Regions from separate parts of the Rattus norvegicus genome. Here region 1 is linked to region 2. Evidence: chromatin contacts called from public Hi-C data. All regions are on one chromosome and are shown on one strand. Each heading gives the region's core, a stretch centred on a gene start, on an enhancer-like site or on the middle of the called end of the contact. The rest is flanking DNA. Distances are from core to core; before and after follow the strand shown.

The links. Hi-C and Micro-C count contacts between places; a contact is called where the count stands out from the background.
Region 1: a contact with region 2 is called in a Hi-C map of kidney, with 3 times the contacts expected there. The contact joins the enhancer-like site here to the promoter of Psd2 in region 2. A contact is called at or near these places in 7 of 12 Hi-C or Micro-C datasets (the A7r5 cell line, the Rat2 cell line, Schwann cells and 4 more).

Annotation. Positions count from the first base shown.
Region 1 is chr18:27,892,725-27,896,011 of GRCr8, forward strand. Nrg2 (neuregulin 2) reads right to left here. Exons shown (of 10, transcript NM_001136151.2): 10 at 1-1,971. The coding sequence ends at 1,209. Among named protein-coding and RNA genes, the nearest start is that of Psd2, 55 kb to the left of the region's middle. Within about 2 kb of position 1,582, at least 78 of the 93 cell types and tissues checked have an H3K27ac peak or open chromatin away from gene starts, as enhancers often do. A contact at or near this core is called in Schwann cells, kidney and liver, where this site is marked.
Region 2 is chr18:27,838,266-27,841,639 of GRCr8, forward strand. It overlaps Psd2 (pleckstrin and Sec7 domain containing 2), which reads left to right and starts at 1,362. Exons shown (of 15, transcript NM_001107395.1): 1 at 1,362-1,506.

The DNA of each region.
Region 1 (3,287 bases), core at 332-2,831, 55 kb after region 2:
GCTAGGTACACACAGTCAAACAGGAGTTATTTCTGATTTTATTTATAATATAAAAATGTTCAAGTGTCAACAGTCAGGTGCTCGGACATGTCAGGGCTCCCATTTGTTTCTGTTCGGGATTTTTGTTGGCTTTTTAGACAACTGCCTTTCTTTTTTTTTTTTTTTTTTTCTTGACAAATTAGCATTGGATCCAGTTGTGAGGGCTGGCTGGGGAGGGCAGGACTGGAAGATGAAAGTCATAGGTGGGTTGGGAGCTGGGCTGTGAGGATATGGTGTTACTTTATTGCTAAAAGGGGAATCGAATACACTGTTGGAGTGGCTCTTCCGGGTCCCAGCGTGACCATGCATTCAATCTAAAGAATCTGAAATGCGAAGGACATGCAGGCGTAAAATAGAAAAGACGACCTGTAAACGAAGGTGCTGCAGAGGACAGAGGACATCCTGGAGGCCGCAGGGGAGGAGGAGCCATGAAGGTTGGGCCCCTGGTAGAGCTGCCCCCTCCCTAGGCGGGGGGGCTGGTGGGGAGACAGCCTTCTCTGTCCTCTTTCCCTTAGCAGCTGTGAGGGCTGGGGAGGACCTTCCCCATTCTAGTTGCTGTAACGGGAGGCCTGTGTCTCCTCCTGGAAATAACCCCATCTCAATTCCAGCTCGAAGGCTAGGATCCCTGCCCTCTCTGTTCAGGACTCCAGATCTGGACTGGGGAAGATAAAATTTCGTCTTATCTTCATCTTCTTCCTCATTGTTCATTACCCTCAGAACCATTAGAACCTCACAGTCTCTTCTTTACCTGCCTTTTCTCACCCCCACCAGTTTGGGATCCTATAAGCGCCCATCCCCACACTGCACCCCAGACGGCTCTCCAGGAGCCCCAGATTAGCGTACAGCAAAAGGCACCACAATATAGGTTTCTATTAAAGAGTCAAAAAAATTGGCCCATCTCTCTTTTTTTTTTTTGTTGTTTCTTTTTTTTTTCCGAAGCTGTAAATCAGGATGTTACATATAAATAGTTTCCCTATAAAAACGTCTTTGCCGTTAGCTAGTATTATAAGACAATTTTTTTTGCTAAAATGAAAATAAAACATTTTGTTATACTTTTTTCCTTTTATAGAAAATAAAAATATTTTTATTTCTTTGTTCGCTCCTTTTTCCCTCTCCAGTCGGTGGTCTCCGCTCTCCTCGGAGACGTGAGGCGGGCGAGGCGGGAGGCCTTAGAGGGGCCCGGAGTCCTGCTTTGCCCTCGTGGGCGGCCCCCGGCTGTGTCTGCTGCTGGCGCGCGTGCTGTGGCTGTCCAGGGAGTAGTAAGTCCTGCTGTCCGCCGCCGGGCAGAGCGGCGGCGAGTCCGAGCGCAGCGCGTCGTGCGCCGCTCGCAGGCCGAGGAAAGGCGTGCTCTCGGCCGCCAGCGCCCCGTCCGCGTCGTCCGCATCGTCGTCCGAGGCCGACGCCGAGCCGCAGCCCGAACCGCTGCTCAACGACAGCGAGTCCCGCGCTGCGCGTGCGCGCTGCGCAGCCAACCCGTTGAGGCGGGAGCGCCGCCAGCGCCGCGGCCCCGCCGACGTCCTGCGGGACGCGCCGCGCGTGCGCGGCCGCGGCGGTGGCGGGGGCGCGCACTCCTGCGTGGTCTCGTACTCGTCGTCCTCCGGGATGCGGAAGGGGCTGGCGGGCAGGCTGCCCAAACTGCCTCCCAGCGCGCAGGCGCCGCGCCGCGGCCCGGGCCCCGCCGCCGGGTAGTAGTAGCTGTCGTAGCTGCGCTGCATGTCCGCTCCGGGCCCTGGCCCCGGGCCGGGCGGCGCTGGGTGCCGCAGGAGCGGCTGCTGCTCCGCTAGGCGGTAGCTGATGGGCGCTGCGGGTGGCAGCGACACGGCGTGGGCAGAGTTGGGCGACGTGATCTCGAAAGTCGGCACCTGGGTGGCCAGCGAGTAGTGGAAGTCCACGGGCGAAAGGCGCGCGGGCGTGGTCAGGGCTGACACGTACCTGCGGGAGAGACAGAGGCGTGGGTCGGGAATTAGGGTGCAGTGCCAGTTCACCAGAGATTCTAACCAGAAAGGATTCTGTCCATGAGAGTGAGGGGCTGTGACTCTGACCATGTTTAGTTTCCATGATCCTCCCAGCCTGTTCCTGTCTGTTAAGCATAGATGACTAGAGTGTTTACTCCAATATGATGCTGGAGGATTTCAGAAATGTACTAGGGGAGTACAGTAGGGATGTCTCCGGGGCACGCTCAGCTTGGGGTGTGGTCTCATCTATTCTGTAGCACCTGAGGGTGAAGGCTATACAACTTATAGGAAAAAAGGGACTCAGACTTTAAGTGCCAAGGACAAAATGACCAAAATGTGGTCTGTTCCATTCTTTCTGAATCAACTAACTCTTTTCTCCCTGTTTCACCTAGACACCACTAGGTGTCTCTACTTAGAGCCGATGATCCCTAGGTCCTTGAAGGCCTGTTTCTTGCTAATACCTCCCAGTGTGAATCCTGGGTGACTGTCCCTGTGATTTGAGTCCAGATTAGGCAGAAACCAGTATGCTTATTCCAGGACACTAGCCACCGTTCAGAGACTTCCTGGATTTGAGCTCACTGCTTTTGCAAGGACAGTTTATTCCCCGGCTTGGCTTGAGTGAGGGAAACATGCCTTTTTGTATTGTAGCCAAAGGCCGCCACAGGGAAGTGACACCATGTAGGCATCTTAAGCCAGGGCTGAAAGATACCAAGATAACAACTGTCTCCACTCCTCTTACTTCCTTGAAAAATTTGCTTTTGCTAATATATCTTCTGATGATCCTTTTTGTCCCCCTCCCCCCAACCTCCATGAGCCATCAGCCTCCGCTCTTGTCCACTTGAGCACCTGGATCACTCTCCTACATGCTTTTCTTTCAGACTTCACTGCCAGGTGCTTGACTGCTCTCTGGAACTGGCTTAGAGTCTTTTTTTTTCTTACTGAGTCCATTGACTCCCCCCTCCCCACTTCACTTTCTCACATGCAGATCAGGTTAACTACTAAGTCCTACTCACTCCCTGTCTCCTGAAGACAGATTCTCTGGTCATGCCACCACCTTGGAGTCTGACTTTCACTCTAGGAAATTCTCAGGGCAAACAAAACAAAATACCCCTACCTTCACCCCAGACCAACCAACCAACCAACCAACCAACCAACCAACCAACCAACTAACCAACCAACCAGCCAGCCAACCAACCAAAACAGCTCTGCTAAGGAAGGCCTTCCTATTTATCTACCCAGGCTCTTCCTCCCAAGTGAGCAGAAGGCAAGGCCTCTTGGTCCATCTCTGTGTCC
Region 2 (3,374 bases), core at 112-2,611:
GAAAGAGAAAGAGAGGGAGGGGGAGGGCGAAAGGGAAAGGGGGAGGGAGGGAGGGAGGAAGGAAGAGAGGAAGAGAGGAAGAGAGGGAGATAGATAGATAGATAGAGAGAGAGAGAGAGAGAGAGAGAGAGAGAGAGAGAGAGAGAGAGGCACAGAGAGAGACAGAGACATCAAGGGTGACTTCATGGTAGAAGTGGCATTTAAAAACATGGGTTTGAGAGTTGACACCCCCACCCCCACACCACTACCACCACTGCAGGCATAGGGTAGAACACTTGCAGAGATGAGAAGATTTTTAGTTTGGTGAACAGAACCTAGAAGCGGAAGCAGACGGAGGGAGGTCCAATTTCGTGGTAGCTCTCTTCTGCTTTCCCCAGCACTGGGCCTTCTAACCCTTCCCTCCTTCCTTCATCCCCGGGGTCCTCAGACTCCAGGGTCTGGAGCCCTGTAGTGTCCGTCCCTCTGAGAAGTAGTATCTCTAGATTTATAGCCAAGAAGTCCTTAGCGTGTAGTCCAGGTAGAGTTCATCAAACTTCCTTCAGGAAGCTGAAGTGGAAGGAGGCCAGGGGTGGGGGTGGGAAGCAGGGGGCAACGTGAGGGGGACAGGGGGGTTGAGCGGGGAGCAGGGCAGCCTGTAAGGTCATGATCAGCTAGAGGTGGGGGCAAAGGCAGGTTCTTGGAGAAATGGTATTCCAGAGTGCAGTCGGTCCGCACCATTACCTGCCGAGGGTGGCGGATCCTCACCTCCATCCGCAGCAGGGCCGCTCTTTCCTCGCCTCTCTTTTCCCCCTTCCAGCTCTGTCCTCGACTCCCCTTGTCACTCCAAGCCTTTCTGTACCCCTGGCTGCCTAACTCCCACTGTGACTCTCTGAACTTTGCCCTCTAAACTCCAGGGTGAGATCTCTAGGAAGAGAATGGGGGTTCTGGGGTGGGGGCAAGGCCCGTCCCTCCTTCACCTGGAGAATGGCCTGGTCTGTCAGGGACTGGGAGAGTTGGGAGAGTGAGCTCTCCCGAGGGACAGTGGTTAGGTCTGCCAGGGGTTCGAGGACAGAGGCAGGGCCGGGCTTGGAGGGGGGCGGAACCTCGTGGAACTCCCCTCCCCCACTTTCTTAAAGGGTCCAGCTCATGCTGGAGCCGGTGGCCGTGTTCTGGTGGGTGGGTGCCCCGCACAAGGTCGGGCGCTTGTGGCCAGGCGCCGCGGGTGGGCCCTCCTGGTGGTCACGGTCCCCTCGGGGCTGCGCGCGCGCCCGCAGTCTCCCCCCCCGCCCCCTCCCGCCCTTCTCGTCCTTCCCGCTCCTCCCTCCCTCCTTCGCTGCTCTGTTCCCTCCTCCTGCAGTCCGTCCCCTCCTTCTCTGCCCAGCCTCTCCACAGCCGAGGTTCCAACACCTGAGGGGACAGAAGCGAACGCGGGGAGCTCCAACAGGCGGCGGCACCGGACCGCGGGTCCAGGGGTGGCCTCCGCATGGCCCCACCGTGAGAGGGGACCCAGCGGCTGGGACACGAGCGGTGAGTAGGGCCTCTGGCCAACTGTGTCCCCCAAGGCCTGCATGCTTACGGACCCCGCCCCTCTTCTCAGGAGGCCAGCTAGACACTGGGAGGGGGTTCAGGGTTGGGAGAAGAACACAGGCTGGGTGGCGGGAGCCGCCCTCCGCCCTTTTTGCCCGCTAGGGTCTGCTAACAAAGCTACATTTCGAGATCAATTCCGTGATGGCTGGAGCATCCAAAGGATGCGGTTGTCATGGAGATGGGGCAGAGAGAGGAAGCCCAAGATGGTCAGGACTGGGCCAGGGAGTGGGGGCGCCGCCAAGAGCCCCAGACCGGCCAGTAGGGAGGACAGGGCTGCCGGTCCAATTGTCTCCTGGGCTCTGCCTCCCGGTCCCCTCCCCCTTCTGTATAATCAGTGTCAGTGTGTGTGGGGTACTAGTGTCAGTTTGGTGGTCTGCGGTTGGGGTGTTGTGTGCTGGGGCCTGCCAGAGCTCCCTCCACAACGGAACATCTTTGAGGATTTATTTCTCTTTCCAGTTTCCCAACTTTGACAGGCAGGCCTGCCTGGGCCCCAGGCCTCTCTGTCTCTGCAAGAGCAGGGGTTTGTATGGGGGCGTGGCAGGCAGTAGGCAAGGCCAGGCCTCACAGAAGCAGCCTTGATTGGAGGGGGTCCATGGGCCCGGGTGCTGGGGCTGGGTGGGGCAGGGAATCCAGATGTGGGGACCACCCTATGCAGCTGGCTCTCTCCTAGGCTCTTGTCACTGGAGGATCTGGGACTCTCTGAAATAAGATCCAGGGCATTGTTTCTACACAAGACCTTGGGCCCACTGCCCAATGCACACCCCTTTGTCTTAGGCTCATCTTGCCGGGCCCAGACAGAGATCTCGGGGCAGATACAACTGTTATGGTGCAAGAGGGCACAAGACTCCTGGCAGCTCAGGACAAGTCTGGTTGAGGTGACTGGGACCAAGCAGCCTGCTCTGGTTTGGCTGGTGCAGGAGAGTGGGCCTGGGGTAACAGGATTTTCCTAGGTCTCCTCTAGAGTCAGAAGATAAGAGATGCGTTATGAATTAGCATAGTGGCAAGGAACATGGGGACTACCTCCAAGCCCTCCCCTACTCCCAGACCGATTCCTTCTTCCCAAGGAAGCTAGAAGTTCTGTGGCCTGGGAGCTATGAATCAAGACAATGGGCCAGCCATTCTTCTTGTCTACTCGGGGATCTGGAGGAAAGAATTGTCCCCTCAAAGCCCTTTCTCCTGCTGCATGGTGCCAGGCGGTGGGTTTGGAGTGGAGTCCTGGTGGAAACAGGAGGCCTGTACGCATGCCCAGAGCCTCAGGGGTTCCCACACATTGGGGTGAGAAGACTGAGGGGTGACTGTTCCTGGAAGACCTCTTTCACTGGTGTCTCCTGCAGGACTGAGGTCTCAGTGCTCAGGTGATTTGTCCCTGGAACTCTGAGGTGCCCTGTGCCAGACTACGAGGTCTCTTTTTTTTGTTCAGGTTTGACCTGTCTGCTCATTACCAGGGAGGGGACACATATCCTAGGCAGATCTAGGGTCATGTCTCAGGGGAGAGAGAAAAAGCTAGCTAGGATGATTTTCTACTCTCCCCAAGACTGAGAGACGGGGCCTGGGGTTGCCACGATGCCTCGTTTCCAATGCTGGAGCACAGCCGCTGTGTGGGTTATCCCAGCACCCATGAGCCTTTGGAGGGAAACACCACTGTTGCTCCCATTCTGATGGACAGGCCCCTGGGCCCAGGGGAAAGTTATCTGCTCCAAGTATCTTGTGGAGGTAGGTAGGACATACATCTAGGCAGACCCGTGTTTCCAGCTGTATGCATCCAGTCACCTCCTTTTCTTTCCTGGAACTCTAGCTCAGGACAGAGG